3 separate regions of the Mus musculus genome follow, and regions 2 and 3 are each linked to region 1. The links are chromatin contacts, called in public Hi-C and promoter capture Hi-C maps. All regions are on one chromosome and are shown on one strand. The core of a region is the stretch at or near the end of the contact, and the rest is flanking DNA. Distances in the headings are between cores, read along the strand shown.

Region 1 (4,964 bases), core at 965-3,464:
TGTGAATGCAGGTGCCAGAGGGAGTCAAAGGCATCAAATCTCCCTGGAGTTATAGAGCCACCTGAAGTGGGTGCTGGGAATTGAACTCGGGACCTCTGGAATGGCAGTACAGAGTCTTAACCACTGAGCCATCTTCCCAACCCCAGCCTTTCTGGTTCTTAAGGTAATATGTTGAAAATTCTCTTGGTCAGAACAAGCTAAAAACACTTCACAGAACCAGAGGTCTGTATGTCACTGAGCCACGGGCAAATTGGGATTGTGACCCCCCCGAAGGGCGCTCACAGCGCATCTGCTTCTGTTTACCCTCAACAGATAAGCAGAGGATTCTGACAGTGGAGATCCCAGTCAGAGTTGCGGGGCAGAGCAGGAGCCAGCCAGGGCCAAGCAGGCAGCCTCACTCCCAGGACTTGGTCATCTTTCTACGGGGTTTTAACTGGAGCATGCAGAGAGGCGGCGGGCCCATGACGTCATGGTTAAAATCCACACTCACTGATTTTGGACAAGCTCTGTATCACTGTCATCCAAAGCACACAGTAAGTATCCCTGCTCCTCAGTCTCACGGACCAGCATTCTCATCGCCATTAATTTTGTGCACCCAAGTCACGGCCCAGCAAGGGCATTCCCTTCCCATCGGCTTCCCTTATGGATCAAGGCAGAGGCCTGATCCAAATCTCTGCCGCGGCCCTCGTCTTCGCATGGGCGTAAGACTGTAAAGTCTCTTTGACTCCAACCATCCTTTAATGATCAAAGAGGTGGCCTCTCGGGCTTTTATTTGGCTGATCAAAGCCCTTAGCCTGGGTCCCACACACCATCCACTCAAATCCAAGACTGCTTAGCACCAGACCTTTTTAGTTCCGTATTAAAACTGCCTGTGTCCCAATCTTGGTCCATTTAGGCACCCTTCTCAGGAGAGGCGGAACGTCTTCCTCCCACCTTTCTACACTCTAGGCATCCAAAATAACGGTTATGGAAGGCACAAAGCTCTGGCCCTGTACCAGCCCCGGGGGGGGGGGGTCGGGGAGGGGGGAGGCTGCTCCAGCTTCGCTGGCAGGTCCCAGCTTCCGGGTCTGTGACCTTGCACTGGGGTCCCTACATCTCTCCGCAGCTTTCTACAAACCACCACTCCCCTCTCCACCCATGATAAGTAGGGAATTCAAACGGCCCAGCCCAGTTTCAAAACACACCACACAAACAGAAAAGGTATTGTAGACGAGACATTTGCACAGAGGTTGAAAAACAAAAACGGGAGGGAAAAAAGAAGGGTGGGTAGAGAGCGAACAGGATCAGGCCTGGTAAACTTCTGGTCGGGCCAGAAGCTTTTGTGCAGCTCTGGTCACAGTAACAGCCGGCTGCTCGCCTTGCCCTGCCTGGCTCCAAGCGAGCACCAGAAGCCCCCTAGCCACAAGCCTGCCTAGTTAACCTAGTTAACTAGTTCTGCCTTCTGAGGCGCCTCGGAAGGCTGACAGGGCGCAGGGGACCTGGCGATGGTCTGAAAGGCGGCGCTTCTCCCGATCCCCAGCAGAGATTCGAAAGTCAAGCCGAGCCCTCTTGTCGCCGAGCTCTACCCTCTCGGGCGGGAGCCCGTGCGCGGCCTGGAGATGGCAGGGGATAGCAGGAGACTCTCCCTCCCCCAGCCCGGGTGCGAGACGTGCGGCCTGGAGAAGAGGAAGGAAGACGAGGAGGAACTCGCACCCCGGGTTTCGGTGGGGAAGTGAGCTGGGCCCGGTAGGGAGGCAGCTGGAGAAGTGAGGGGGCCAGGGATCCTGTCGGCTGTTCCCGGAACTTTCTAGGGGGACACTGGGGCATCAAAGGGGCGCGCGGTGCTCCCAAGGTCCGGGCCAGGTGCAGCCCCGTGTACGGGTCCCCAGGTTCCACTCCACTCTTCTTACCATCTGCGCCACTTTGAACAGGGCGCCGTGGGTGAGCGGGTACACCCGGTCCAGCAGTCCCTCCGAGGGCTGGCCTGGCCCCAGCGCGCCGCCGCTGCTGCACGTGGTCCGGACGAGCCCCGATCCATGAGACATCGCGCGACCCAGCCCGGGCTGGCCGCCTCCGAGGCCCGGGGACCTCTGGCCGGTGAAGCTGGGACGGGACGGGGCGGAGCCTCAGGGGCGGGGCGCACGGCTCCCTCTTCCCAGCTGCGGCCGGACCCGGAGAGGACTCGGGAGCAGATGCCCCGCAAGCCCCTGCCCTCTAGACACGCGGAAGTTGGACTGGCGTGGGCAGGAAACCGGACGCCTGGGGCCCTGGCCTCTCCCAGGAGCGCACCGCCCAGGTCACAGCTGGTGATGAGCCTCCAGGGATTTTTTGTGTGGGTGCGGCTGCTACTAGGTACTGACACGAGTAGGGGGAAATGCCCTGAGCATACCGTGCTGCGCTGTTCATTTCTGCTTCTGTGTGTGTGCACGGGGCACGCACCTGTGCCACCATCACCTACAGCAATAAAAACAGGTCCATCGCCTCAGGACCTTCCTCCCCCACCCTCCCACCATTCTGCTTTCTTTCTTATTATTTTTTTTTGTTGTTGTTATTTTTGCCTTTTTTTCTTTCTTTCTAAAAACATACTCTCTCTTGCCAGAGTTGGGTAGCACTTATTTTTAATTCCAGCACTAGGAAGGCAGAGGCAGGAGGATCTCTGTGAGTTCGAGGTCAACCTAGTCTACATAGTGAGCCCCAGGACAGCCAGGACTACACAGAGAGATCCTGCCTCAAAAACAAACAAAACAAACAAACAAGCCAGGCTCTCAGTGTGTACCACTGGCTAACCTGGAACTCCTGTATAAACCCAGCTAGCCTCAAACTCGCAGGTATTCTCCTTGCCTCTGCTTCCCGGGTGCTGGAATGATACCATACCCAACCGAGGTGACTCTAGGCACTGTCAAAGTCGACAGTTAAAGCTAATCAGGACACCACTCTCAGCATCGCAGTACATCTTTTTAAGTATGTATGTGTGTGTGTGTGTGTGTGTGTGTGTGTGTGTGTGTATACAGAGGCCAGTGGAGGATGTCTAGTGTCCTGCTCTGTCACTCTGTCTACCTTACTCTTCGGTGAAGAGAGATTCGTCTATCTCAGGACATAGAAAATGTCTGATAAAAGCAGCCTAAGAAAAGAGGAGAGATTCTTTTGTCTCATGATGGAATGTTTACTTTTCTTTTCCTGGTCTGTTATTGGACCTGGGGTGAATAGAAGTTTGTTTGTCTCAGTGTTAGAAGTCAAACAACACCAGGTTAGTCCTAATTTATGCTCCCTGCCCACACGCAGGGTTTCTCTGTATATTACTGGCTGTCCTGGAACTCACTCTGGAATCCAGGCTGGCCTCAAACTCAGAGATCTGTCTGCCTCTGCCTCCCCAGTACTGGGGTTAAAAGCGTGTGCCACTACTGCCTAAGACTTTTTTTTTTAAATAGATTCTTTGATTTTTTTTTTAACTTAGTGAATTTATTTTATGTGTATGGGTGTTCTGCCCACATCTAGCTCTGTGCGCCATGTGTGTGCCGGGTGCCTGCAGAAGCCAGAAGAAATTACAAAGCTGGAGTTACAGTTTTAAGTTGCCATGTGCAGGCTGGGAATTGAACTTGGGTTCTCTGGAAGAGCAGCTGGTGCTCTTAATCATTCAATGAGTCATCTCTCCAGTCCAAGGAAGACTTTTTTGTTTTGATAGTCAACAAGATTGAAGCCTCATCAAAAGTTAAAATGGCCAGAGATCAGACTATACATTTTGCTAATATGCTCAGCCAAAATGGTTACCCCTTATAACGCCAAAAACCCCACAGTCTCCTCTTCTCTCATGTATTCTAAGTACCTACCTTTGCATAGGTCCCAGCTTACAGCATCAACCGTATCAGATGTATCAAACCTTCCCTGCCCATGACAGTGTCCTGCTTACAGGTCACTTTTTGTGTACTTGCCTTTGAGACACGGTCTCACTAAGTATCCCTGGCTGTCCTGGAACTCGGTAGGAAGACCAACCTGGCCTTGAACTCACAGAGATCCACATGCCTCTGCCTCCGAGTGCTGGGATTAAAGGTGTGCACCATCTGTATGTTGTTTATTTTAAAGTTGTCAGACTCAAGGCTGTGCAGGCAAGCTTGGCTGTGAGCAATTTTCTACTCTAAACTTCTAGTTTGGGCAGGAGAGGGTGGGTGGGTAACTGAGCAGGGTTTGGTTGCAGGTGACAGCTAGACCAGCAGGCATTAGCAGGAGCCTGATTTTTAAAAATTATTTATTTATAAATTATTATTATTATTATTTTGTAGCAGGACCTAAACTGGCTCCAGGCATCTTTGAAAATGAACAGCTAGATTTCATTTCTAACAGGGCTCGTCAAGAAGGCTAGACTGGGCAGCAAGTCTCAGGGATTCTCCTGTCTCTGCCTCTGCAGTGCAGGGGTTGCAGGCCCTGCTGCCTCACCCAGCTTTCTGTGTGGGTGCAAGGATCAGAGCTCAGGTCCTCAAGTTTGTGCAGGGAGCACTTTAACTCGACGAGACGTCACCTCAACATGAGTCCTTTCTAGGTTAGCTCTTCCTGTGTGCACACGTGTGCAGTGGACACGTGTGTGCATCGTGCACACACACATGTGCTTATACCTTGGCATTACATGTTATTTTCTTTGACTTTTTCCCACTACATTAAAAAAAAAAGCCCATTTTCCCACAAAATGCCATCTTTTCCATTAAAATTAGACTAATTGCCTTGGGGCTAGAAAGACTGGCTTTGAACCCGTTTTTCACCTGAATGGATTTTTAGTGCTTCAAACAGAGATGCGTTTTGCATTTAGAATCCTTTTCTGTGCTAATACCCTGAAGGGATTTTTTTCTTGTGAAGGGAGCAATTTAAAAATCTGAAAATGAATTATTGCAATTGAACATTTCATCTCTGGACTTTCTTACACTTTTCAAATACTAGCCAAATATTTATCATTAGGAGATGGATTGGAAATAGCAATGGCGAGAGTTGAAATGCCC
Region 2 (5,075 bases), core at 1,820-4,319, 5.2 Mb after region 1:
ACCCTGGGTTCAACTCTTTAAGAGCTATAAGTGACCACAGTGTAACGGGCCTCTCCTCACACAAGGCTTGGCTATAGGCTATTTTTGCATAGCCATAATAAGCCTGGCAGAGAGAGGCCCAGAAGAGTGGGCAGCAGGACTGTGACACAGGCAGTGCTTTAGCCCAGGCAGGGGTCTTAGTTTTCCTGGCCCTGAAAGCTAATCTAATGAGGAGACACATGCCCATCCCCCAGCCAGGGTCAGAGCTGGCTGAGCCAAGAACAGTGTTCAAAGGTGGCTTTGAGGACGGGGTAGGGGGGGAAGGGGAAGGAGACAGGGACAGGCTCACTCGAGTGCAAGTGTGAGGTGGCATCTCAGAGGCTCCGGGTCCCTAAGAGTAAACAGATGTCAGAGAGGTAGGTGTGGACTGGATAGAGATCCACAGCTGAGTGTACCCAAGATAAGAACTAAGGCTGAAGAGCGTTAACATTCAAAGCTTCAGGCAGAGTTCTGGAAAGGCCAGGCTGTTTGAGGCGTGAGTGCTGGAGCCCTGGCTGGGTCTGAGGAGAGAGAGGGAGGAAGGGAGGGAAGAAGGGAGGGAGGAGTGCCACCTGGGATCCAGAGGCTGAAAGAAGGCAGAGACAGAAAGACTGTGCAGCAGAGGAGGCCAAGTCAGAAAACGGAATGAAAGATAGCTGAAGAGCCCAAGAAAAGTGCCAGACAGTGAGTCAGGGGGTGGGGGTAGGGCTGCAGCAGCTACTCAGGACTCAAGATCCTGTTCCCAGGGTGAACACAGTCCTGTCCTAGGGTCCTGGAGGAAGGAAAAGCCATTCCCAGGAGCTGGCTCAGACAGAAACACCACACCCCCTGAGGAGCCCCAGAGGCAGGCCCCGGAATCAAAGAGAACCGGGCTCCTTCCGGGATGGTAGCAGAATCTGGGGCCGCCCCCTTCCTGCCACCACACACAGGCGCTGACAGCCCAGAGAACGGAATGTCACCCCAGTCTAGTGACCATAGCTATTTAATACACTGAACCAGCGAAGGCTATTCCACCCAGGCAACAAGCGGCAGCTATTGGAAGCCTCAGCCCGCCAGTGTGCTCCAGTCCCCAGCCCCTTGGCGGCCTTGATTCCCCCTTCCAGGAATCTGAAGAATGTGTCCTTTGACCTCAGAACCCCAGGTCTTGATCAGTCATGCCCCCACCTCCAACACCTAGGGTCACAGGACCCCAGACCCTCCTGAAGGGCTTCCTGGGATGCGGAAAATCACCTACAAGCAGTTCACGGAGACAAAGTGCTGGGCAGCTCAAGACACAGCAGACAGGAAGCACTGACGTACCCCTCCCCCACCCATGCCTCAGAAAGTGATGGGGGGAGGGGACAGTTCCTTCGATTCAGACTCCAGGGCCCTGCCCTGGGTAAATGCCAAATGTTTGCTGGCTGTATAAAATACTCAGTTCTACCCAGGGAAAACTGCACTTGACAGTCACCCCTTCCTCCACCTTAAGCCAGTTTTTCACATTCATTCATTCATTCATCAATCTAATCCTGGCTAAGCTTCCTAAAGGCCAAACACTATGACAGGCATTGGGCACACAGGTAAAGCACCTACAACTAACACCTCTCAAGTAGGAGTTATACAGGATAGGCAAGAAGGGTAGAACTGGGGACGAGGCAGGCTCCTCTGAAGGAGGGATGTTGGCAGAGTTCCAGATTGGGGGGGGGGGGTCACACTGCATGGTACAGGGACTGGAGCAAGGACAGCCAGTGCGCCTTCTGGTGGCGATGCAACTAAGAGGGCCTGTGTTAGCCCGAGGGCACAGGAAGCCACCCAAGTGCGTAAGTAAGGACTGACAATTCTAGATTTGCATGGTTGAAAGATGGCTCAGCGCCTGAGCCAGAGAGGGTGTGACCCGTAGGACACAGGGTAGGGCCAGGTGAACTGACAGGACAAGCGCAAAGGAGAAAAGGGGGTGGATTTGGTGACAGCTCGGGAGATGTGGGCGGGGCTGTCAAAGATTTGGGGGCAGAGAGTATTGACTTACTCTCTGCAGAAGGCTGAGACTTCGGTCCAGAGATGTTGGGTGGGTAGCTAGAGAGGAGGGAGGAATTCTCTGTTGTCAGGAAGGTGGGCTACATCTGGGAGTGACTGTATCGGCAACCCGAGTGACTAAGTGTGTGGCCGTTGCTGTGGTGTAGGCTTTTCTACAGTACATGAAGGCGAAAGGACCTCCGGGAAGGGGAAACTGAGGAAGGAGAGGAAATGCATGCAGAAGAGGGAGTAGAGGTGCGTGGGAGAGAGCCTACGTGTGCCCGCGGGTGGTCGGTGTAGCTGCGCCCCGGTGACTCACGGCAGTGGCCTCTGAGTGTGACGGTGACAGGTGAACATACGACACAATCCTTCTCCCCCCCGCCTCCCTCCCGGGGTCCGTGACTCACCAAGCCTCGCTCATTCCTCACTCATCCCTCCAAACCCTCCCTGACCCCCGCCTGCCGAGGGCGCCCGGCACACGCCGCAGCTCGGGCACCCTCCCCCTAGGGAGCCCGAGGAGGAAGACGACCAATGTCACCTGCCCCGGCCACGCGAGTAACTTCTGAAAAGTTCTCAGGCAACTAGGTCAAAAGGAAACTCACCCGCGGGCACGCGCGCCCCGTCCCACTGCCACCTGCGCCCGGCTTTGGGGCGCCTGGACATCTGGGGTAACCACAACGAGGCGGGGGAGGGGAAGCCTGCCCCCCCCCCGCCACCTCGCAGCCGTGGGCTCTCACTCCAGGCGCCAGATCTCCAGTCGGGCTCGGAGGCCGGATCCCGGCGTCCCCTCCGGAGGACCCAAGGGAGATCAGCGGGGAGCTGGAGTGACAGCGCCACTCACCCGAGACGCCCCCTGCCCCATTTCCCATCCCGCCGCGTTCAGGAACCGTGGCACTCACCTAAGCTAGCAGGGCTCGCCCAGTTCACCGAAGCCACTCGTGTGCCGGCCCCAGGGTCGCAGCGCACACAGCGACCCGCAGTGCGCTCGGCCGGGCGGCCGTCGGTGCAGCCGGCCCAGGTCTGCGCGTCCGGCGGCGGCGGGAGAGACTGGCTCAGCCCCGGCCCCGCCCGCGGCTCCGCCCTCCTCGTCAGTGGAAAACTCCGGGGCTCACGGCGCTGACGCACGCCGGGCCTCCCGCCAGGCCGCCCCGCAGCCCGCAGCCTTCGGCCCCGCCCCGGAGGCACCGCCCCCTCCCCCGCCTCGAGCCTCCCCGCGGACTGTGACCGGGCCGCGACGCCGCTGCTCCGCGCTCGGCTCCTAAGATCGCGGAGCCGAGCTTCGTGCAGAGCCGGGTCCTAGAGATGCCCGCTTCTCCACGCCGAGCAGTCCCGAGCTGCAGACTGGGTAGACTGAGGCTGCGAGCGATGGAAGCTCCTCCCCTGCCTCCACCCGCCCAGGGCAGATTATTATCAATTCAATCTGAGGACCCTTCCCCGGCCCTCACCCCACCTCTTTTTCCCAGATCCCGCAGAAAGTTAGCTCAGACTGGAGACCAGCCAGGGATGAGGAGAGAAGAAAAGGTCATCCTAGGGCCTGGCCTTCACCTCTGCCCTCGGGCCAGAGCCCTTACTCCGAACAATACCTAAAGTAGAGATTGCTGGAACCAGCTTCCCCACCCCCATCCCTCCTTAAAAAAAAAAAAAAAAAGAATCTGGTTTCTCCTAGGCCGGACCCTGGCTACTTACAGCGGATTGCTGCCTCCTCTGCTCCCGCCAAGACCTTCCTTAGGCTCGCAGCCAACTCCCTGTACTACTAGGCAGAAGAAAGTGTGTTCTAGCAGTCAACTTCTCTCTCAGGAGCCCACCCGAGTCCTCGTCAGCCCACGGCAGGGCCAGTTCGACCCAGTACCTAGAGCGCTTTTCTCTCCCGTTCTGACTGCACCGCCTGGAACGTTTCACCCTCACTCTGCTCACCTGAGGGAATCCCAACAACGTCTAGGATGGCTCAGCAAGGACTGCCTCCTCCTCCTGGAAGCCTTCGTGGAAGCTCGACCCTCCCCCTCCCAGCCCCGCTCCCGCTGCATTCTGGGTTCTTCTGACTGTCCTAGATGAATGCTGTCAGTGGCTAGTCCAACCCTCAGGATTCCATTCTCCCCTCCCCCGGGTGTAGTAGGGAGGTGACCTTCTGTCCTGCCTAAATGGCACCGAGGGTGGGGAGGATGACGGGCCCTTTCTTCAGTCTTCAGTCCTGGATGTACATGTGTACAGAGGACAAGCAGAGTGGGGGTGGGGGAGTCAGCCTGCCCTTTATCTGTGGTAATCTGGGGTCTGAGATCCTCAACACACAGCTTTGGTACACAGAAGCTGCCGGGTGGCTGAGTCTGCTCAGGAAATAGTCTACAGGGCTAGCTGAAGAAGCATGTAGCTCAATGGTAGGGCACTTTCTCAGCATGTGAAAAGCTCTAAGTTTAAACCCCATTTTGAGAACAAAACATGGCAGATCCGTGGTGGTGCAGGCCTTTAACTCCAGCATTCAGGAGGCAGAGGCTGGGGAACCTGAGTTCCGGGCAGCCTGGTCTACAGAGCAAGTTCCAGGACGGCCAGGGCTACACAGAGAAACTCGAAAACAAAACATGACCTGGCATGGTGTTGCACACTTTTAATCCCAACACTCAAGAGGCAGAGGCAGGGGGATCTCTGTGAGTTCAAGGTCTACATAGTGACTTCCAAGAAAGCCAGGGCTACGTATCTCAAAAAAACAAAAACAAACAAAAAAACCAAACCAACAACAACAGAACACCACACACCAGCGAACTGCGCATCCGTCGTCTATGGAGGTGACATAGATTTCAGGGCTGTCCCTCCAGGCCCCACATTTCCCTACCACCAGATTCAGCCCTTGCTTCCTTTGCCTGCAGATTTACCGTTCTTGATGACCCAACAATCTTGACACCACCGCTCTTCCTCCTTCACCAGCAGAGGGGTTTTAGAGACTGGGTCTCATGTACCCCAGACTGGCCTTCATAGATTTTTTTTTTTTTTTTTGGGTTTTGGTTTTTCGAGACAGGGTTTCTCTGTATACCCCTTGCTGTCCTGGAACTCACTTTGTAGACCAGGCTGGCCTC
Region 3 (4,599 bases), core at 1,828-4,327, 5.3 Mb after region 1:
AGACAGCAAGGGTGTATCACATGCATAAAATAAATAGGACAGAGACGGAGTTTGGAGCTGAGATGAAAGGATGGACCATGTAGAGACTGCCATAGCCAGGGATCCACCCCATAATCAGCATCCAAACGCTGACACCATTGCATACACTAGCAAGATTTTATTGAAAGGACGCAGATGTAGCTGTCTCTTGTGAGACTATGCCGGGGCCCAGCAAACACAGAAGTGGATGCTCACAGTCAGCTAATGGATGGATCATAGGGCTCCCAATGGAGGAGCTAGAGAAAGTAGCCAAGGAGCTAAAGGGATCTGCAACCCTATAGGTGGAACAACATTATGAGCTAACCAGTACCCCGGAGCTCTTGACTCTAGCTGCATATATATCAAAAGATGGCCTAGTCGGCCATCACTGGAAAGAGAGGCCCATTGGACTTGCAAACTTTATATGCCCCAGTACAGGGGAATTCCAGGGCCAAAAAGGGGGAGTGGGTGGGCAGGGGAGTGGGGGTGGGTGGATATGGGGGACTTTTGGTATAGCATTGGAAATGTAAATGAGTTAAATACCTAATAAAAAATGGAAAAAAAAAAAATAAATAGGAACAGACCATTAATCCCAGCACTTGAGAGATAGGCAGGTAGGACTCAAGAGTTACAGGTCAGCCAGGGAGGGCTACCCGATCAAGCCCTGGATTTATTTATACATATAAAAAAGTTCTGGTTGGTAAGCCTTACTAGTATGTCTTACTCCCTGAGACTAGCAAAGCAGCTCTAAGGTGACTTAAGTTTTCACCTGCCAAGTAAGTCCTTTTTTTTTTTTTTGGGAAAACTTAACTTTTAAAAACAGCTTTGGAAACTGAGCATGGTGGCACACGCCTTTAATCCCAGCACCCAGCAGGCAGAGGTAGGAAGATCTCTGAGTTCAAGGCTAGCCTGTTAGACAGAGCAAGTTCTAGGACAGCTAGGGCTACACAGAGAAAACCATGTCTCAAAAACTGAAGGAAAAACAAAAGTGCCTTGAGATTATGAATTCAAAGAGGCTTCCTACTTGCTTGAAGCCCACTGCTTGGTGGTTTGGGGCTGGATGTTCGGCTGAGTGTCATGCTAATTCATGCAAGGTTCTGGTGGGTTCATTTGCATTAGCAATAGAGCAAACAGGAACACCGGTCCTCAGGCTTGGCATTCCCTCACTGGGAGTCAGAGGCAGAAGAGCTGGAAGCTCAGTCATCCTCCACTTGTGAGACCCTGTTTAAAAGTGCAGCCATGACCCTATAAACTAGTTTTAGAACATTTCCACCCCCGACCTCCAGTAAGCTCTTATACCTACTTATAATCTTCATTCCCAGACCTACCACTCACTTTCTATTGTCATTTTTTTCTAATTAAATAATAAATGCTTTTATTTCTCCAATAACTTTTAAAATGTGAACATTCTGTCATTTAACCAGTTTTTACTTGCAAGTAACTTCATTGGGCCTTAGTTCCCTTTGAAATAGCATGCTCTTATTCCTGAAGGCAGTTAGCTTTTTTTTGTTGTTTTGGTTTTTTTTCGAGACAGGGTTTCTATGTGTAGTCCTGGGTGTCCTGGAATTCACTCTGTAAACCAGGCTGGCCTCGAACTCAGAAATCTGCCTGCTCCTGCCTCCTAAGTGCTAGGATTAAAGGCGTGCAATACCACGGCCCAGCAGCAGTTAGCTTTTCACCATCCTTTCTGTCTAGATAATACCCAAAGACAAATCCTACAGGGACAAGTATATGAACCCAGTGCTCACTTCTAAGCTGAAATAAGGTCATCTTGACTGCTTCAGCCTGGTACCAAGCGTGACCAAGGACAGCCGCAGGGAGCTAGGCCACTCTATTTTTTCTTTTTTTTAAAGACAGGGTTTCTCTGTGTAGCTTTGGCTGTCCTGGAACTCATTTTTGTAGATTAGACTAGCTTTCAACTCGTAGAGATCTGCTTGCCTCTGTCTCCTGAGTGCTGGCTAGGATTACAGGCATAGGCCACCACTACCTGACCTGAACATACCACTTAATAGATTTTAGAATATTCTGTTTTACTTAACAAGATATCTTGATACACATTCACGATGTGGCAAGTTAAATGCTTTGTTCTTTTTAGTTTTACCGTTTTATATTTATTTTTGAGACAGAGTATGACTATAGCTTCAAATTCATGGTCCTCTTGCCCCAGCAAGAACTGAAGAAACCCAGAGCCTTTCGATGTTAGTACTCTACCACGGAGCTGCACCCACACTCCTCTGGGTTTTTGATCTATTATTTTTGTTGTATGCATATATGGTTATCCTTCAGTATCTGTGGGATTTGTTCCAGAACCACCTATGGATGCCAAACCCATAGATGCTCAAGTCCCTAATATAAAATGGTCTGAGCTGGGCGTGGTGGCACACGCCTTTATTTAGCCCCGGCACTCCGGAGGCAGAGGCGGGCGGATTTCTGAGTTCGAGGCCAGCCTGGTCAATAAAGTGAGTTCCGGGACAGCCAGGGCTGTACAGAGAAACCCTGTCTCGAAAAACAAAACAAAACAAAAATAGTCTGGTATTTTCTAATAACCACAACCCTCCCACAGACTCCAAGTCATCTCTAGATTACTTGAGACATGGAATACAGTAATAAACGCTTTGTAAATAGATGACGCATCCAAATTTCTCCCTGCTCCCTTCAACACTTTTGTAATATCTTACTGGGTAACTACTATTTTGTAGTTCTCAAATGTAGGAAGGAGCCAGTACCAGAGGGGCAGGCGGGTGTGTGCTCCTGGAGTTAATCCTGACATAGGTGGCCCAGCTTGAAGCCTATTCGTCACTCAGCGGACCAAAAGCTACGGACTTTCCACGCTCGCTCCCCCCCCCCCACTCCCCCCCCTCGCCCCAGCTACTTCCGGCCTGGGGTCTGTGCAGCGACTGCAGCCGCGCAGGCGCGGGCCACTTTAACTTCCGCTCCGCGCGCGCTACAGCGGGCCCACTCACTGAATCTGCGCGTGCGCCAGAGGCTTTTTCCGGAGCGGAAGTTCTCCCTTTTTGCTTAGCCTGCTTTGCCATTGGCTGGCTGTGGGTTATTTAAGGACGTCATTTCCGGCCGCCCGTCCTTTCGCGCTACCCGGGGACGGGTCCATACGGCGTTGTTCTTGGTGAGTCTCACGTGGAGCCCTCGGCGTCTCCGGACGCCGCGGGACGCGCGCTTACTAGCTTCCCGCGCCATGGGTGGGCGCGGAGGGCGCCGAGGCTGCGTGTGCCGGGGCGGCTTGGCTCCTGGCGGCAGCGCCACGTGCTGGCCCGCAGTTAGGTGGGGCGGGCGCCACTGCGGGGCCCTTCTGCGGTTCGCGCCACGCTCGAGGGCCCTGTCGGCAAGATGCTGGGAAAAGTGCTTGTGAGGCGCATGGAGATGGGACGGGAACTGCCGGCCAGTCTCGAAATACAACTCCCGAAGCACCCCGATCATGGCCGCCTTTGCGCAACTCTCGGTGCAAAGAAGCAGCTATACTTAAGTAGCTATCCTGTAGTCAGTGTGCCTGCGGAGGCGCTAACTTCAACTGTCCAGTTTTTCTATATGTGCTCTGCTGACAAAGTCACTTTCCTTAGTGACTAGGTGGCCAGAAAAATCGAAAGGCAAGGAGGAATAAGAACACAACCCATTTCAGCTCAGATGATGTGCTGCGCCTAGTGGCATACGCCTTTAGTCCCCCTCTCAGGAGGCAGGGCAATCTTGTGAGTTCTAGTGTCAGAAGAAAAAAGATGAATTTTATTCCTTTTTTAGATTCCCATCGTAACTTAAAGGGAAACTTACACAATGTCCGGAGCCCTTGACGTCCTGCAGATGAAGGAGGAGGATGTCCTCAAATTCCTTGCTGCGGGAACCCACTTAGGTGGCACCAACCTTGACTTTCAGATGGAGCAGTACATCTACAAAAGGAAAAGTGACGGTCAGTTGCCACCTGTGATAGTCAGTTCCTGACTATGGTGCTCTAATGGGTATAGTGCCTGGTAACTGAATGGTTGGTGTTGGAGTGCTACTCTGGCTTGTGATGTAACTAAGAGGATGTGTGGGAAGGGGCCAGAGGTCATGGAGGACTGACTGACCCTGCACACTATTAAAGCTCAGAGTGGAGGCCAGTCTTGGCCAGTGAACTTCTGAGTGTCGGAAGTGTGCTACATTGAATTTATGGCAGGATTTTCGCTAACACCAGTAGAGCTTGCCTCTATGACTGGAGTTTGGTAGTGGTCACTGCCACATGCGTATGCCTTACCTTCCCACAGTGTCCATTCACAAGGCTATGAGGCTAGCAAGCCTGTCTGGGACACCCACTTTAAACTACTTGTTGCTGGGTGTGGTGGTTTCACACCCTTTAATCCTAGTGTTTAGGAGGCAGTCAGGAGTCTGATCAGCCAGGTCTGCAGAGTGACTGCCAGACTTCCTGCCTTGGGAAGCTCCTCAGAGAGTTCCGTTTGCTGGCCTAGGTATCTACATCATAAACCTGAAGAGGACCTGGGAGAAGCTGTTGCTCGCAGCTCGAGCTATTGTTGCCATCGAGAATCCTGCTGACGTCAGCGTCATCTCCTCCAGGAACACTGGCCAGGTTTGTGGCAT

Evidence for each region. Promoter capture Hi-C pulls out the DNA fragments that hold promoters and counts their contacts. Hi-C and Micro-C count contacts between places; a contact is called where the count stands out from the background.
Region 2: a promoter capture Hi-C map of the C10 cell line shows a contact between it and region 1, with 10 times the contacts expected there. The contact joins the promoter of Csrnp1 here to the promoter of Cmtm7 in region 1.
Region 3: a contact with region 1 is called in a Hi-C map of the G1E-ER4 cell line, with 5 times the contacts expected there. The contact joins the promoter of Rpsa here to the promoter of Cmtm7 in region 1. A contact is called at or near these places in 1 of 39 promoter capture datasets (cranial neural crest) and 1 of 484 Hi-C or Micro-C datasets (the G1E-ER4 cell line).

What each region holds. Positions count from the first base shown.
Region 1 is chr9:114,779,779-114,784,742 of GRCm38.p6, forward strand. It overlaps Cmtm7 (CKLF-like MARVEL transmembrane domain containing 7), which reads right to left and starts at 2,215. Exons shown (of 5, transcript NM_133978.2): 1 at 1,890-2,215. The coding sequence starts at 2,024. Gm9888 (a long non-coding RNA gene) reads left to right here. Exons shown (of 3, transcript XR_003948087.1): 2 at 313-533; 3 at 1,520-1,894.
Region 2 is chr9:119,980,710-119,985,784 of GRCm38.p6, forward strand. Csrnp1 (cysteine-serine-rich nuclear protein 1) reads right to left here and starts at 3,070. Exons shown (of 5, transcript NM_001357562.1): 1 at 2,910-3,070. Gm33800 (a long non-coding RNA gene) reads left to right here and starts at 3,136. Exons shown (of 4, transcript XR_871355.3): 1 at 3,136-5,075.
Region 3 is chr9:120,124,689-120,129,287 of GRCm38.p6, forward strand. It overlaps Rpsa (ribosomal protein SA), which reads left to right and starts at 3,078. Exons shown (of 7, transcript NM_011029.4): 1 at 3,078-3,142; 2 at 3,769-3,934; 3 at 4,470-4,588. The coding sequence starts at 3,802. It overlaps LOC115485682 (a small nucleolar RNA gene), which reads left to right and starts at 4,092; the gene lies at 4,092-4,247. It also overlaps a transcript of Slc25a38 not described here.